2 separate regions of the Rattus norvegicus genome follow, and region 2 is linked to region 1. Evidence: chromatin contacts called from public Hi-C data. All regions are on one chromosome and are shown on one strand. The core of a region is the stretch at or near the end of the contact, and the rest is flanking DNA. Distances in the headings are between cores, read along the strand shown. Region 1 holds the start of Twist1 (twist family bHLH transcription factor 1). Region 2 overlaps Hdac9 (histone deacetylase 9).

Evidence for each region. A called contact is a pair of places that touch in the nucleus more often than the background predicts.
Region 2: a contact with region 1 is called in a Hi-C map of the A7r5 cell line, with 3 times the contacts expected there. The contact joins the enhancer-like site here to the promoter of Twist1 in region 1. A contact is called at or near these places in 2 of 12 Hi-C or Micro-C datasets (the A7r5 cell line and the Rat2 cell line).

What each region holds. Positions count from the first base shown.
Region 1 is chr6:56,397,664-56,405,121 of GRCr8, reverse strand. Twist1 (twist family bHLH transcription factor 1) reads right to left here and starts at 2,813. Exons shown (of 2, transcript NM_053530.2): 1 at 1,983-2,813; 2 at 819-1,485. The coding sequence starts at 2,635. The coding sequence ends at 2,024.
Region 2 is chr6:56,551,580-56,559,037 of GRCr8, reverse strand. The region is part of intron 22 of Hdac9 (histone deacetylase 9); the gene reads left to right. Among named protein-coding and RNA genes, the nearest start is that of Twist1, 150 kb to the right of the region's middle. Within about 2 kb of position 2,922, at least 2 of the 93 cell types and tissues checked have an H3K27ac peak or open chromatin away from gene starts, as enhancers often do.

The sequences.
Region 1 (7,458 bases), core at 1,564-4,063:
AGTTTGGTCATAAAAAACAAAGACAAAAACTATGCTTTTGTCTCAGAAATATCCCGACAAAATAAAAACCCAGCACCATCTGTCCCTGTTTTATACAGCTTCATGTCTGTGTGTGTGTGTGTGTGTGTGTGTGTGTGTGTGTGTGTGTGTGTGTGTACATGGTGCTAACTGAAGGCTGAATTAAGAACTGTACTTGTTCCTGAAGTTACCAAGGATACCAAAAAAATTGGTTATTTATTTTACCCCACACCTGTACATCCTTCATGTATATTTTAGGAGACTGTTTGCCACAGAGATAACATTAATTTAGGAAATGCTTTTTTTTTTAAACCAATATAACTCAAGAAGTAAGCAATCACTCTCTGTCTCTTGGTGAATTAAGTTTTCTACACAGATGAAGCATAATACATATATAAATAACTTGTATATTGTTTTCATTAGCACATTGGCATTTCTCAGAAATGGAAATGAAGGAAAAGACAAAATTCCAGAGTGACTAGGAAACAATACTGGTTTCACATTGCTGTTTTTCAGGGCTCTAGTTCAGTCAGGAGGTAGGTGTTAGCAAATCTGCTCAACCTTTGCTGCCCCCAAGAACTAAGGGATGGAGGGGTGGTGAGCCCTGCTGAACGCCAAGCTGTAATAATATTAGAGCTGTCCTTTAAATAGCTGGCTGTTTCTGTCAGTAGCTGGTTTATTTGAGGTTTTCACTTCTTTGTTTATATTAGTGCCCCAACTCCCTCCTAGATGCCCCTAGAGTTAAACAAACAAGTATTTACCACCAAGTTACTTCTGAGTCTTAAAAATATAGACCAAACTTTAAAGTTCTTAAAATTTTTCAATCATATTTATTTATTGCAGAAAAATAATATACAAAAGATATTTACAAAACAGTCATAAAAATATGAATGCATTTAGACACCGGATCTATTTGCATTTTACCATGGGTCATCAATAAATAAATAGAATGTTGTCTTTTGTATTCTGTGTTTTTCTTTTCCTTCAGAGGAAGTATGCTTTTTAAGGAATTCACTGACTTATGATTTTGCAGGCCAGTTTGATCCCAGCGTTTTTATTTCTAAAGGCGTTGTTAAAATTCCTCTGATTGTTACCATTTTAAAATGGAGAAAGTCCACAAGGATGTCTTTCCTATCAGTGACTGATTGGCAAGACCTCTTGAGAATGCATGCATGAAAAATAAAAATAAAACATTCTTCGTCAAAAGGGGGGGACACACAAACGAGTGTTCAGACTTCTATCAGAATGCAGAGGTGTGAGGGTGATGCCGTTGCCTCTGGGAATCTCTGTCCACCGGCCTGTCTCGCTTTCTCTTTTAAAAGTGTGCCCCACGCCCTGATTCTTGTGAAATTTGGTCTCTGCTCTTCTAATTTCCAAGAAAATCTTTGTCATATAGATTTATTTTTAGTTATCCAGCTCCAGAGTCTCTAGACTGTCCATGTTCTCCTTCTCTGGAAACAATGACATCTGCAAAAACCCAGAGGGGGGAAAGTTGGTTATTGGCTGTTTTCTAGGACCGCTAAGCCCTGTTATCACTACCAGCGAGAATATTCGCTGAACAACCTGGAAGGATTTCAGCCCAAGGGCAAGAGGAAGTGGGTGGGCGGAAAGGAGGGGGTGGAATTTGGAAACATTTGTTTTAAGAAGGGAATTTTAAAGAAGAAAGAAAGGGGGTTGGAGAATGGCGTTCAGGGCACAAGGCCCCTACTCTTGATTTTCTCTGTCTTCTGTCATGCACACTCCCGCGCAAGCACACACACACCTCTCCTGGACCCAGTCTCCCCGACCCCCGAACCTGTTTCCCCTGTAGGGACTTAATTGCTTGGCAGGGACGCGCGTGGAATGAGGTGGAGGTGCCTGGCTAGGTGGAGGTCAGCGAGGACAGTGGGGGGATACCCAGTGCCGTGGCGAGGTGACCAGGGACCCGCGGCCTGGCCGGATTGATCCCGGGAGCCGGTCCTTACCTAGGTCTCCGGCCTGCCGAGGGGGTGGGGAGCTCCGCCTGCTAGTGGGACGCGGACATGGACCAGGCCCCCTCCATCCTCCAGACGGAGAAGGCGTAGCTGAGCCGCTCGTGGGCCACATAGCTGCAGCTTGCCATCTTGGAGTCCAGCTCGTCGCTCTGCAGGACCTGGTACAGGAAGTCGATGTACCTGGCCGCCAGTTTGAGGGTCTGAATCTTGCTCAGCTTGTCCGAGGGCAGCGTGGGGATGATCTTGCGCAGGGCGGCAAATGCCTCGTTCAGCGACTGGGTGCGCTGGCGCTCCCGCACGTTGGCCATGACCCGCTGTGTCTGCAGCTCCTCGTACGACTGCGGGCTCCCGCCCCCGCTGCTGCTGCCGCCGCCGCCGCCGCCTCCGCCCGCGCCGCCGCCTCCGCCCGCAGATTTCTTGCCGCGCTTGCCCTGGGCCGGGCTGCCCGGCTCGTCGCCGCCTCCGATGCCCCCGCCCGTGGCCCCGCCGGGCCCCGCGCTGCCGCCCGCGCTGCGCCGACTGCTGCGTCTCTTGCGAGCCCCCCGCTTGCCGCTCGCCGGCTGCTGCCGGTCCGGCTCCTCCTCGCTGTTGCTCAGGCTGTCGTCGGCCGGCGAGACTGGCGAGCTGGACACGTCCTGCATCATCTCGCGGGCGGCGACCTGCGGCCTCGCGGAGCCGGGACGGGGGAGGGAATAGCAGAGGAGCGGGGCGCCCTAACCCGCCAGCTTCCCCGCGCTCGGCGCCGGCCCGGGCGGTGCGGCCCGGAGGACGCAGGGAGGCGGGATGGGGGGGGGACCTCCGCGGGGAGGGCGCTGGAGGCGGGGAGGGAGGCGGGCGGGGGAGGGGACGGTGTGGCGGGCCCCGAGGTCCAAAAAGAAGGCGCCCGACGGCCGCACGCGCGCCCCGTTCTGGCCTAGCGCAGACCCGGTGCTGGTGCTGGCGAGCCCGCGAGGTGTCTGAGAGTTGGGCGCGGGCTGCGGGCTTGGCGGTTCTTATACCTCCGTGCGGGCGGAAAGTTTGGGGGCAGCAGTGTCATTGGCCTGACGTGGGGAGGAGGGACTTTTCGAAGTTTTATAGGGAAGTTTCCTCTTTCCAGCCCCCCCTCTCCCGGCCCGGCCCCCCCTTGCCCGGGGTCTAACAATTCATCCTGAGAACCATTCAAAACGGACCTGGCCCGAGCGGCCAGCCCCTGCGCCCGCCTCTCCCCTCTCTCCCCCAGCTCTCCCCCTCCGCTTCGGGGAGGACGCGGGGCGATTTCCTTCCGCGCCAGAGCGCGCGCCCAGCGCCCCCGCACCGGAGCACAGCACAGCTAACGGGACTGTCCCGACCGCTGTTGCAGTCCCCCCTACCCCACAAGTGACTGTAACCGCAGCAGTGGCAAGCGGCTTCGACGCACTGGGTGGTGTCTCATCCTACCCGGGATTCCTCGGAGTCCTCCGAGCCGGTTGGGGGTGGCTCGGGCCCGGGAGAGGCAAGAAAAGTGTTAACAACCGAGTCCATCCAACAGCCAGGTAGAAGAAACCTCTAGTCCCAAGGGATTCCCCGCGGCTGCCTGGCCCTGAGGTGTAGAGCGGTTCTCAAGACGTGGCCACATCGTGGGGGCTATGGATCTGCGCCCGGGCCAGCCGTCTCACCCCTCCCGGAGAAACGTCTGGGCTCTCCTTTCCTGCTACGGTGACCCAATCTAAAGTCTCCCTGCTCTCAGAAGACTGCGCCTCCAAAGGTGCTGGAACGAGTTCATTCTTTTACTGAGGGGAAAAAAGCCTTGTTCTTAGGAAGAGAGCAAAGCTAGGGGAAGGTAGAGCTGCCACGGTTGGAGGCCCTGGTGCGTCGTGCTACCCAGCCCTAGGTGGAAGAGGACCTTGAGAACATTTCATTCCCTCTACCCCCAAATTGAGCCCTGCATTGTAACCTTGGGTAGTTCATACATTTAAGGTGGGGGAATCACTATTCTTTTTTTCCTAGGAGATCGCGTGAGTAGTTATGTTCCCGGCGCCTCAGATGCACTCAGCCATGTTGGTGATGCAAGCATTTCTACCAAATACCTTGAAAACCCAAGAGCTTCAAAGAGGTTTCTGGAAAACTGGAAGCAGAGAGGTTAATGAGCAAGAAGAGTGGCTATGGAAGCCAGTGTTTGCAGGGCTTTCACATTTTTTATATAATTATTTATTTTTATTTTTTAAATAGGATGGGGTAAGTTTAGGGAGCCGGTTCAAGGTGATCTCTTAGCTCAGAAAGGCAATTCTGGGTTCGGAGGAAGTAGCCGGAGTTCAGGGGCAGAGTTTGCAGGCGCCGGAGGTGAGTGCCTCGAGCTCCTGCCCTGTTCACAGGCTGAGGTCCTTTGCTCAAGCCCCCCAATCCCCACTCCCTGGGCCAATTCCCCTGGGGAGCTGCCAGCTCAGCAAGTTCCCCTTTCTGGGTTGGACCAAAGGTCGGGGCCACCGACTTCCTGAGAAGCTGGAGGCCAGAGCCCCCGCGACGCAGGGCAGGCCACGTGGCTGCGTCCTGCTGAAGCTCTCAGCTGGGTCCCGGAAACGCTGGGGTGTGGAATGCCAGAGGCTAGTCCGAGGGCTCAGCCTTTGTGGGGAAAGCTCTCTTCCGAGACCAGTAAACCCGACTGTGCTTTCATCCGAGTGCAGACCCCCCTGGGGTTGCCCTGCACCATTTTTACTGATATCCAGAGACAATGACCACAGTGTGCCAACTGGCTTGCTTCGCCCGCCGCTGCCATATTTTAAAATGACAGCCTGGCTGAAAACCAGATTCTACTTGACCTCCACTTAATTTTAATAGCTCGTAGCCAATTCTTCTCAAAATAAAGCCACTCCCACACTCTTGTATTTGCATTTTTTCACCGACAAGAATTTATCTCTTGGAAACAAAACGTGGCAGAATTTCTTCTGCATCTTCTTACCAAGCGTTCTTTTCTAAACATGAATTGCCGAGTATCCCGCAATTGTGTTTTAGAAAGTGACTGCGGAAATCTCGATTCTCCCTTTATTAATCTCAAAAAATTATTTTTTCTAGCTGAGTGTTAAAAATAATTCAAAGACAACGAATGATAGGAACCTTTTCTTCATTGGGAGACAAGGCTAGGGAGGGAATCGGGAGGTGTACTCCAGAGAGGGAAACGGTTGAGGTGGAAGAGTTGTAGCAGGTGAGGAGAAATAGTTCACCTTTTTCCCCAGGCGCGGCCATGAGCAAGTGCACCTTTCTGAAGACTTCCAATCTGTAGACCAGCTCTGGCACTGCGCTGGCAGGAGGCCTCTGTCCTTATCTGGGTGTTGAAATCCCCTCCTTCCCCCCAGTGGGCTGAGGCAAAGCTCCTGAAACAGGAATACTCTTCTTCTGAAGAAAGTTTAAAATGAATGGCTCGGGCCATCTCTGACTTTGAATCTTTCAAACGGGGTCACAAGGACCCGGTTTGTATTTTAGCTCTCAGTAGAAATTCCTCCTGAACTCATTCTGAGGCATGGAAGATGAACGTACTTGTTAAGTGGAGCTAGAATTTACATTTGAGCAAAAAGTAGTATCTTGCCCGGCGAATCAACCCTCAGCAACACCGAGTGTTTGATAATCAATGCTGTGCAAACCCTGACAAGCTGAGGTGGGCTGCCCACTCTGCTAGATTCAACATCTTCTTAATTTTTTTCTTAATGATTTTCTTTCCTGGTAAGGGTGGATGATGAGCCCCTGTGTGTCCAAAAGTCTGGTACAACTCTGGATCTCTCTCTATGTGATAGTATGTGATTCACACAGTGCTTCAGCCTAACATCTTGAGAATTTCTTTTATTTTCAAGTCCCGATTTTGGTCTTCTAAGTAAAATAGTTTTATGACTTTCCCCTTAAGGCTTCTGTCAATCTGGTGTCAGCTGGGGGCTGCTTTCTTTGGAAATGTTAGGTCAGTTAGGATCTAGCTCACTTTATTTAAAAAGAAAAAGCTCCTCCTAAATGTTCACCGAAAACAACAAATGCCTTTTGCACTTGCAGAGTTCACAAGGAACTTTGCTTCAGGCTGCAAACTTGGCCACACTTGCAGGTCTTCCTGAGCAGTGGGGAGAGAGGGAAGGAGGGAGGGAGAGAGACTATGACTATCTCCTGCTGAGCACACAGAGCAGCCAGGAATTATCCTTACACTCTTGGTGTGCCCTGGCATTGCCAGCAAGCTGGTAGATTTTTGGAGTTGGATTTGTACAAAAGCTGAACGAATCCTTCACACTGATTCTCCCGCCTTCTCTCCTCTGACTTTAGATGAAACGTCAGCCACGTTTATGTTTAGCTTGGAGTTCTGTCTGTGAACTCATGTCTTTGAATTGCTTAGGTGAAGCACAGGAGGGGCTCCTATTGGAGGGCTCCAGTTGTCGAGGTCTTGGAGGAGGTTGTACGCCTTGGATTTCGTGCACTTGTGGACATTCCACAGGAACTTCCCAGTTTGATCACTTCAAAGAGATATTTTCTGCTAAAGTGAATTTATGAAGTCTGCATCAGCACCAATGATACCCATCACACCTGGTTTGCAGAGAGCCTTGGGGATGTTTGAGCATCTTGGCCCTGCTGGTGATATTCTAATTCACGAATCTAACAGATTCTACTTTTCCCTTCCTGAATTTCCGTAATAATACAGAGCTGATTGGAAACTTTAAATCAAGAAGGAGAAAAGCTAAAAAGCAAAAGAAACGAAGGACCCCTTGGATGAGCAGATAAAATGAAAATCAATGCTAATCATTAGAATATCTGACATTCTGCCTTGGAAGTGTGTGGATTAAGACTTGTATTGCCTGGAGGAAGAGCAAGACCCAGGCAAAGGGATACATAGTGTTAGATTTTTCTCTTGATTTTATTCTGTTGTTTTCATGCACACCGTAAGTGCAATGTGGAGAGTTGGTATAGCAACCCACAGCTGGTTCACATGATGCTCCCCAGTTATTTTGGGGTTACTCTAATAACTGAAGAAACAATCCTATGAAATACAGAACTCTTCGGGACATCTTACCATAATCACAAATCCTGCTGTGTTCTAATACCTCCTTTCCAGCTCTCTGACGCTCAGCAATTTAAATAGAAATTGGACAGGTCGTACTGCTTTTTCCTTTTTTGGTTGCACATAACTTTCACCTTTCTTTTCTCTGGAGGTGTTCGCCCCATCACCCCCAATCTCACACCCCACCACCGCCACCAAGATGGTTGTTCCTGAAGCCTTTAGTCCTACTGTTACTGCTCGATTTGGTTCTTCCTGAAGAAAACATGTTGTTTTTGCCAGTGACCACAAGAGGACACAATTTCCTAGGAACTTTGCCTAAAAGGAAGCTCAGAGAAAGTAACAAAATTTAAAAAAAAAAAAAAGAAAGAAAGAAAGAAAGGGGAGAAAGAAAGAAAGAAAGAGAAAAAGCAAGCAATCCATTATTGCCATTTTAGAGATGTTGATTCTTTGTCAGTTTTATTAATTTTCAAAGCATAAACATAACTT
Region 2 (7,458 bases), core at 1,673-4,172, 150 kb before region 1:
CTCCCTTCCTTGTTTCCTTTTTCTTTATCTCCCTCCTCCCCCCCCCCTTTCTTTCTCCATTCCTTCCTTTTCAGCATTTTAGAGTCTGGAATTTTTTTTCTTTTCATTTTTGTACAATGTTTTGTCCTATGGCTAAGACTTTCTTAAAGCACACTTTGCACAGCCCAGACTGGCCTCAAACTTGCAGCTATCCCATCCTAGTGTTGGGATGACAAGCAGGAGCCAAGGTTCCCAGCCAGAGCTGGCCTTTGAATCATGAAGTAGCTATAGCTAATAAGAACAGGACAGACTGTCAGAGAAATAAAAGTAATCCTCTGCTTTTCCCTGATATTCACTGGTATTCGCTATGTCCCTGCATAGAGCTATCAGTATAAGCTGTGTTCAGGAATTCGCTGTAATACTGAAATATTATTACTATACTTATACAATAAAAAAACCCCAGAGGTTTGGGGAATATTGAAGAACATGTATTAGATGTCAATGATGGTATTAAAAGAATTCAATACACCAAAATCTTAGCTGTTGACTGTGTTAAAGAAAGCCTCTTTGAAATAGTCAGTTTGACAACAATAGCATATTGCAAAGTTGAATACCAAGTCAAATAGTCTATCCTTGGGTGTCATTGAATATTTTGAGCTATTTTGTCATTAATTCTAGGCTCAAGATATAAGGATGGGAGAAACTGAGAAAGAGGAGTAAAATTATAATAGATTATGTACTATTAGATATATTTAATTAGTCTGGTTACTGATACATTCGATCTACAGCCTGCAGGTTGCATGTGTCCCAGAATAACTATAAATGTACCCCAAAAGTTTGAGCACTTCTGCAAGTGGGTCTACAAAGAAATACCTTACTGGCAGTGTGTGATTGAAGACAAGAGCTAGGAAAGATGTGTAAGAGAAGTTATAGAGTTCCATGTTTGCCTTAGTGAAGTGGGGTGTCAGTGTGGACGGGAAGAATTCACTGATGGGAAGAGCCCACTGCGGGGCGGGGGATGGAAGCAATCTTGGAATTGAGAAATGACAGTTCTCAGCAGGGAGAAGCAGAGACCATTACAACCACATCAGGAAGGAAGAAACTGTTGGGGAAAGTCAGAGGATATGGTGCTACATAGTTGGTTGAGCAGAGATTTTTTTTTATGTATAAACCAAAATAAATCAAATGTCAACAAAAGTGTCAATCAATGGAGGCTTTTATCTTTCATAATTCACAATAAGACTAACATAGTAAGCAAGAATATTCTTAAATATGAGTAAATTGCTTCCTCGAATACTATAATTTCTGAGAGGCAAAACTCAGAAGAATTGATCCTAATAGAAAAATATAAAAATAAAAAAGGTCCTTTACCATTCCTGTTTAACAGAGCTTGGAAATTTTCTATGATTTTTTTCTTAATTATTTTATTTATTTGCATCCCAAATGTTGCCGCCTTGCAGAGTTCTTCCCCCTCCCCTTTAAAAGGTTCCCCTCAACTTTAAAAGGTTTCCCCCTGAATACCTCCCCATGCCGTGTCATCAAGTCTCCACAGAATTAGGGGTATCCTCTCCCACTGACGCCAGACAAGGCAACCCTCTGCTATGTATGTGCCAGGGAACTTTGACTAGCTATGTAGCTCTTTGGTTACTGGCTCAGTCTCTGGGAGCTCTAAGGGGAAGGGTCAGGGTTAGTTGACACTGTTGGTCTTCCTATGGGGTTGCCATCCCTTTGGTTCCTTCAATGCTTCCGCTAACTCTTCCATAGGGGTCTTGACCTATGTCCAATGCTTGGCTGTAAGTATCTGCATCTGTCTCAGTCAGCTTCTGGTAGAGCCTATCAGAGGACAGCTATGCTAGGCTTCTATCTGCAAGCACAGCATAGTATCATAGTATCAGTAATAGTGTCAGGGACTGATGACCGCCCAGGGGATTGATCCCAAGTTGGACTGGTCACTGATGGACTATTCCTTCAGTCTCTGCTACATTTTTGTCCATGCATTTCTTTTAGATGGGAGCAATTTTGGGTCAAAAGTTTTGTAGGACATGGGGAGAGACAGGAGAGAGGCCCAGAAGGCAAGAAGAATGAATATGCAGCTTGAAGTGGATAAAGGTGAGTGGGACCTCTAGAAAGTTCCATAGACATGGGATGAGGGAGGCTCCCAGGACTCAATTTGTGCAACCTTAGCCTAAACGCACAATAGTGAAGCTATGGAACCTGAAAAGACCACCTATAGTAGTCAGAGAGAATCCCCAATGATTTTTTTCTCTTATATGCAGAGACTTTTTAATATTAGGATGAAGCCCTCAAATTAAAATCATGAGGTAAGGAGGAATCATTAAAATAGATGAGCTGTGCCTTGACCATTCAAGGACACAAAGTTCATGGGGTTAAGAGGAAAAAAACTACAGCTGAAGGAGGCTGATATGCAGCTGGTGTGAGGAAAGGTAGAAGAACTTGTTAATTTGGTGCTGTGACAGTCACATGGCAATCTTAATGGGTAGTTGCAGTACATTATCATTATGATGTCTAGGTGTAATAAAACAAAACTGGATTTGTTTGCTTGGAATTGTTGTTTATTTGTTTTTTCTTTGTTTCTTGGTTGGCTTAAATTTTTGACTATTACAAAAATATGAATTATATCAAAAATTGAACCCAGATGTCATGTCTAGACAAGGCTTTCAAAAGTCAGAGGGCTCTCCAAGCTCTGTGCTAGCAGAGAAGCCTATGCAGAACAAGTCAACCTCTGCAGAGGGATGCATTTTAGGTGACTTCTGCATCTCCCGGAGATGTGTTTCCAAACTTCATTTTGTTTGGGATGGTGTTCGAAATCTGCATTTTAGGACACGGCCATGTGGTTTTGATTAGTCAAGAGGTTAACTCCCACTTTAAGAAATACTGGTTTAGTCCAACACTTTTCTAAGACTGCTTGAGAAACAGAAGATGAGAATTGGCAGGCCCATTTACCTAGATCTCCATAGAACCCACCAAAAAATTAGTGAAAGTACCCTTTAGAATTGTTGGTCAGTGTTATATGATGCCAATCTGTGGTGCTATCCTGATTATGTGGCTGAGGGTTACAAGGCAGAAAAAAATTCTTTTCTAGCAACTAAAAATTTTAGGAAGTAACAATCAACAAATGTCTTGGGGGGGGGCAGTGTTAACCACCTGGTAGGGAACAGCTGGGCCTCTTAAGAAAAATAGTTTCTCTTCACGAATTTGTCTGAGGTGGAAAAGGACGAAGAGCTATGCAACTTTTGAGAGGAGCCACATTCCTATAACAGTCACTCTGAATTTCTGTGGTCATCCATGACTAATTAGACGATTTTAAACACCCAGTTGTTATTTTTGTTTCCAGAAACTATTGTACTTTCGGTTGGATTAAAAACATTAAAAATTATACTTTAATAAAATCCCAATATTTTTCACCTTCTTGATCTGTCCGTTAACATCCAGATTATGAAATTTTAAGTATGCATGACAATCCGAACTGTTCTTCTCAAGGAACAGTAGATCCAAAAGCTTCTAGTCCCTGATGTGTTCTTGGGCTAGCAGATCTGGGAGTATCTTTGGTTTGAAATTCTGTTGCCTAATCTTGCTACAGACTCTTGTTGAAAGATATGCATGGCCTGCCTATTCTGTCCTTTCTAGAATGGGGCAGATCACACTTCTTCATCTACTTGCTAAATATGCAGCTAATTGCCAACGTCCCAGCAACTTTTCTTAATCTTTGCTCTGCCTAGCCTGAATCTGGACCTGTTACTTCACTCTCTCAACATTCACTCTATCCTGTCATCTTTCCGATCCCTTAAGTGTTTGGAAATACTTGAACTACAGTGTTGCCATCCTTTGTGAAATAATCTGTCTGTAACATTGTACAAGTTTTATGATATCTTATGTAACATAAGTTGAAACCAGGGGCTTTTTCACAAAGAAAGCATAACTTGAGTCTTACTACTTCTGGAATGAACAATTTTCACTTTCTACATCTCCAACTTGGAAAAGCATGAAACCGTGTGGCCTAAAAGACATGGGAGAATGTTCTTGGCAAATGTTTATTAAGATTTTTTTCAAATTATGATTGTTATGTTAAAAGCGCTGATGTGTACAGGATATGAAAAGGACTTCCTATGCTCAGCTATCATTATTTTTTATCAAAATAAAAAGAGAGAAAAAAAGACAAAAGGGAATAGCCTAAAAGAGAACATAATCACTCGGGTAGCCAATATTTGAAACATAGCCTTTATGTTGTTCTCATAAAGACTGAGCCAAGTGTTTTTAAAGATAGTATAGGAAGAATTCTGCATGTTTACATGTACATTTCCTAATCCCTATTCTGTACTAGGCTAGTTTCATTTCTATAATGACTTTGTTAGGATTATTAGATTCTCACAAGGCTTCCTAAGTGCCGTGTTTTCCTTTGCAAATGTTTCTTAAGTATTTCAATTAAATGGCTATTTATTTTTTAAATTAGCAATAACAAATATGTAATAATAGCCTATATGTTACAGAGTTCTTGATCTTTGAAAAATATCCAGGGCCATTTCATATTTATTTAACATACAATTGCTGTCTAATTTAATCTAAATTAAATGGTTGCCTGAAACCTAAAATTTTGAGGGTTCCTAAGCTTCTTTTTAAGACAGGAAAAATAAGAAATCATCAGTTTTGCCTCAAGGGTAGATACTTATCTTTTAAAATCAGGTATTTGGGTCTTGAAATTAAAAACCAAGGTCATTTGGGAAATACAATTCCAGAGAATGCTTTTGGCAAAGACACATACATTCCCAAATGCTATAGAAGGAATAATTTACCTTTGTTTTTACTACCATTCCCCCAAATCTTTTATACTATGGCTGATACTTACTTGACATTCTAAAGATGGATTATCACCTGTTCATGAGGGACATGTGTGATGAGTCTCAATAGTGACATTTTCAATGATGCTTTTCAAAGAAAAGAATAATTTTCACATTATGTTGCACATACTACACCTGTTGATGTAAAACTACAAAATATTTTTAAAGGATTATTAGGAAGCAACCATAAAAAGCATAGAAGAGACTAATGGCTATATTGCTGTGAATAGTCATTTGCAAATGTTACCACGTGAGCTGAGTTTGGGAATACTGACAAAAATGATGCAGTGCTGAACTTGGAATGTACCGAGATCTGAAGGTCAGTTTGAAAAGCAATGAGAGGATTTTGATAGAGTGGACTGTTATATAAAAATACAAAATACTCCAAGTAGATTGTTTCTCAATATTTATTAATGTCATTGAAAGGTGGCATTGGAGTGCTTTTCTCATGAATATATGAGTAATTTTAGTCAGAAAAGGATGGCACTTTGAATGTAGCACTATGCCTCTGGATTTCGTCAAGGGGCTTTATGGAAAGTCCTGCTGCCAAGTGAAAAAATGTCACCCTGTTCTGGCCATTGTAGCTGACAGGGCAAGTGGACTTTCTTATCACGTGTTCTCCCATTGGTCAGTTGTGTATTGCTGAAGTGAGATACATATGCCTCTTTCTGTTAGCTCTACAAATGTTAGCTTATGAACTACAGGGGGCAAACACTTCCTGTGCTTGAGCCACAGTGTTTAATCATTGGCCAGCAAAGTTACTGTTGATACTCAACAAATATTTCTTACATGAATGGATTCCTTCATATGTTTTGACTGACTCGCCTTGAAAACATAATACTCTGCTTTTCACTCTATGAGAAACTAAAGCAATGGGATTCCTTGTGCTATGGCTTTATGTTCCTAATAGCCTGAGGTGAGAAGGGGTTGACTTTTCTCCTCAGGATATTGTGTCTCTTTGGTTTGAACTTCTTCCTTAAATATTTTTTATCTTTCAATCCCCATACTCAATCATTGAGAAAGATATTCTATTCAACGTTTCAACAGTATCTTTTAAAAAGGCATCCTTTAAAGAAAATAGGGCTTGGAAGATACCTGCATCATTGAAGGGCTTGTAAGAAGACCTGAGTTTGATCCTCAGAATCAATAGATTTTAAAAGTCGGATGTGGTGGTGTAGATTAGTCATAGTGCTGGGAAGTAGCTCTCTAACCAACCAGCAGAATCTTTTAATTGAAGTCTGTGCCAGAGACACATTGTCTCAAAATCATTAAATAAATAAACAACAAACAGATAAACAGCTCGTGGGAAATGACATGCAAGGCTAGTCTCTGACTCTACCAGCATGCACTAAATATACACATGCACCATGTACACACATATACCTGTACCCTATATGCATTTGAACACACATATACACAACACTACACACACACACACACACGCACACACACACACACACACAGAGGACTGATTTTTCCATGACAGGTATACCATGAGAGTATTTTTATACTTTTATCTTATTTACTTTTTCTGCAAACAAAAGATATACTTGAGCCTAGTTATGAATTCTCAACTGCAAAGTGGAAACCATTGTTAAAAGCAAGGCTTCTAGAGAGTTGGAGATTTCAGATCCTACCTTTGACATTTCACCTTAAACGATGTACTTGACTTCTTGCTTTTTTGACTCTACAATGAGAGAAAGTATATTCCCCTTTGCATAGCTTTGCAAACACATGTTGCAAATTGTTTCGTGGGGAAGCCATCCTATTACTGTACAGTCAGGCAGTGCTTAACAGTTCATTCTTCCGTAATTTAACTACTTTGTATTATACTTTCCCAGCCCAGTGGTAGGTGCTAAGATTTGGCTCCAAACGCTTGATGTTTAAAGACTCATTAGAGGTAAACATATTAAGAACTTTATAGGAAAAAAGGGTGTAAAAATTGTACAGAGAAGACATGAAATTGGCTATAATTTAATTTAAAGATGAATGGGAGATTCATAAATAGAAGCTCAAAATATGGACTGCTGGTTGACCAAAGTGTTCTCGCTGAACTATTTAGCAGTTATGTGCAAGTTCAGCATGAGTGTGGGGTACGACAGAATGTGGACAGAGGAGGTAAGATTGTGCCTTGACGGACTGCAACTTGATCCTGAGAACGTGAGAAGTGAGTAAGCGTTGAACTCACTATGCTGTGGTACTTTACTGATAGAATGCCTGTTATCTCTAAATCTAGGGTGCTCTGCTTTATATGTCACCTTAGCCATCTGCAATCTCATCAAGAACAAGGGGTGTTGGTTAGAAAGGTCTTGCAGTACATAACCTGCTGCAGTAAGGATGTCTCTTAAGCAGAGCTCAGACCTTAGTGCATTTGTAGGCTCTACAATAGCCCTCTGTTCTCCATGAACTCATGTTATCAAGGAGTAATGTACTGTGGATTTGTTTGTTTGTCTGTTGGTTGTTTGTTGGTTTGACAAAGGGACCTATAGATATTGACTTCGACTTTTTACAGAGTCTCATCACAACTCAATTTGAATACAGCTGCCTACTTGCCAAGTTTTTCAGTGCATTCTCTACTTCGTTCCCTGGGTATGGGGTATACGTCATCATGTATTGATCTGAG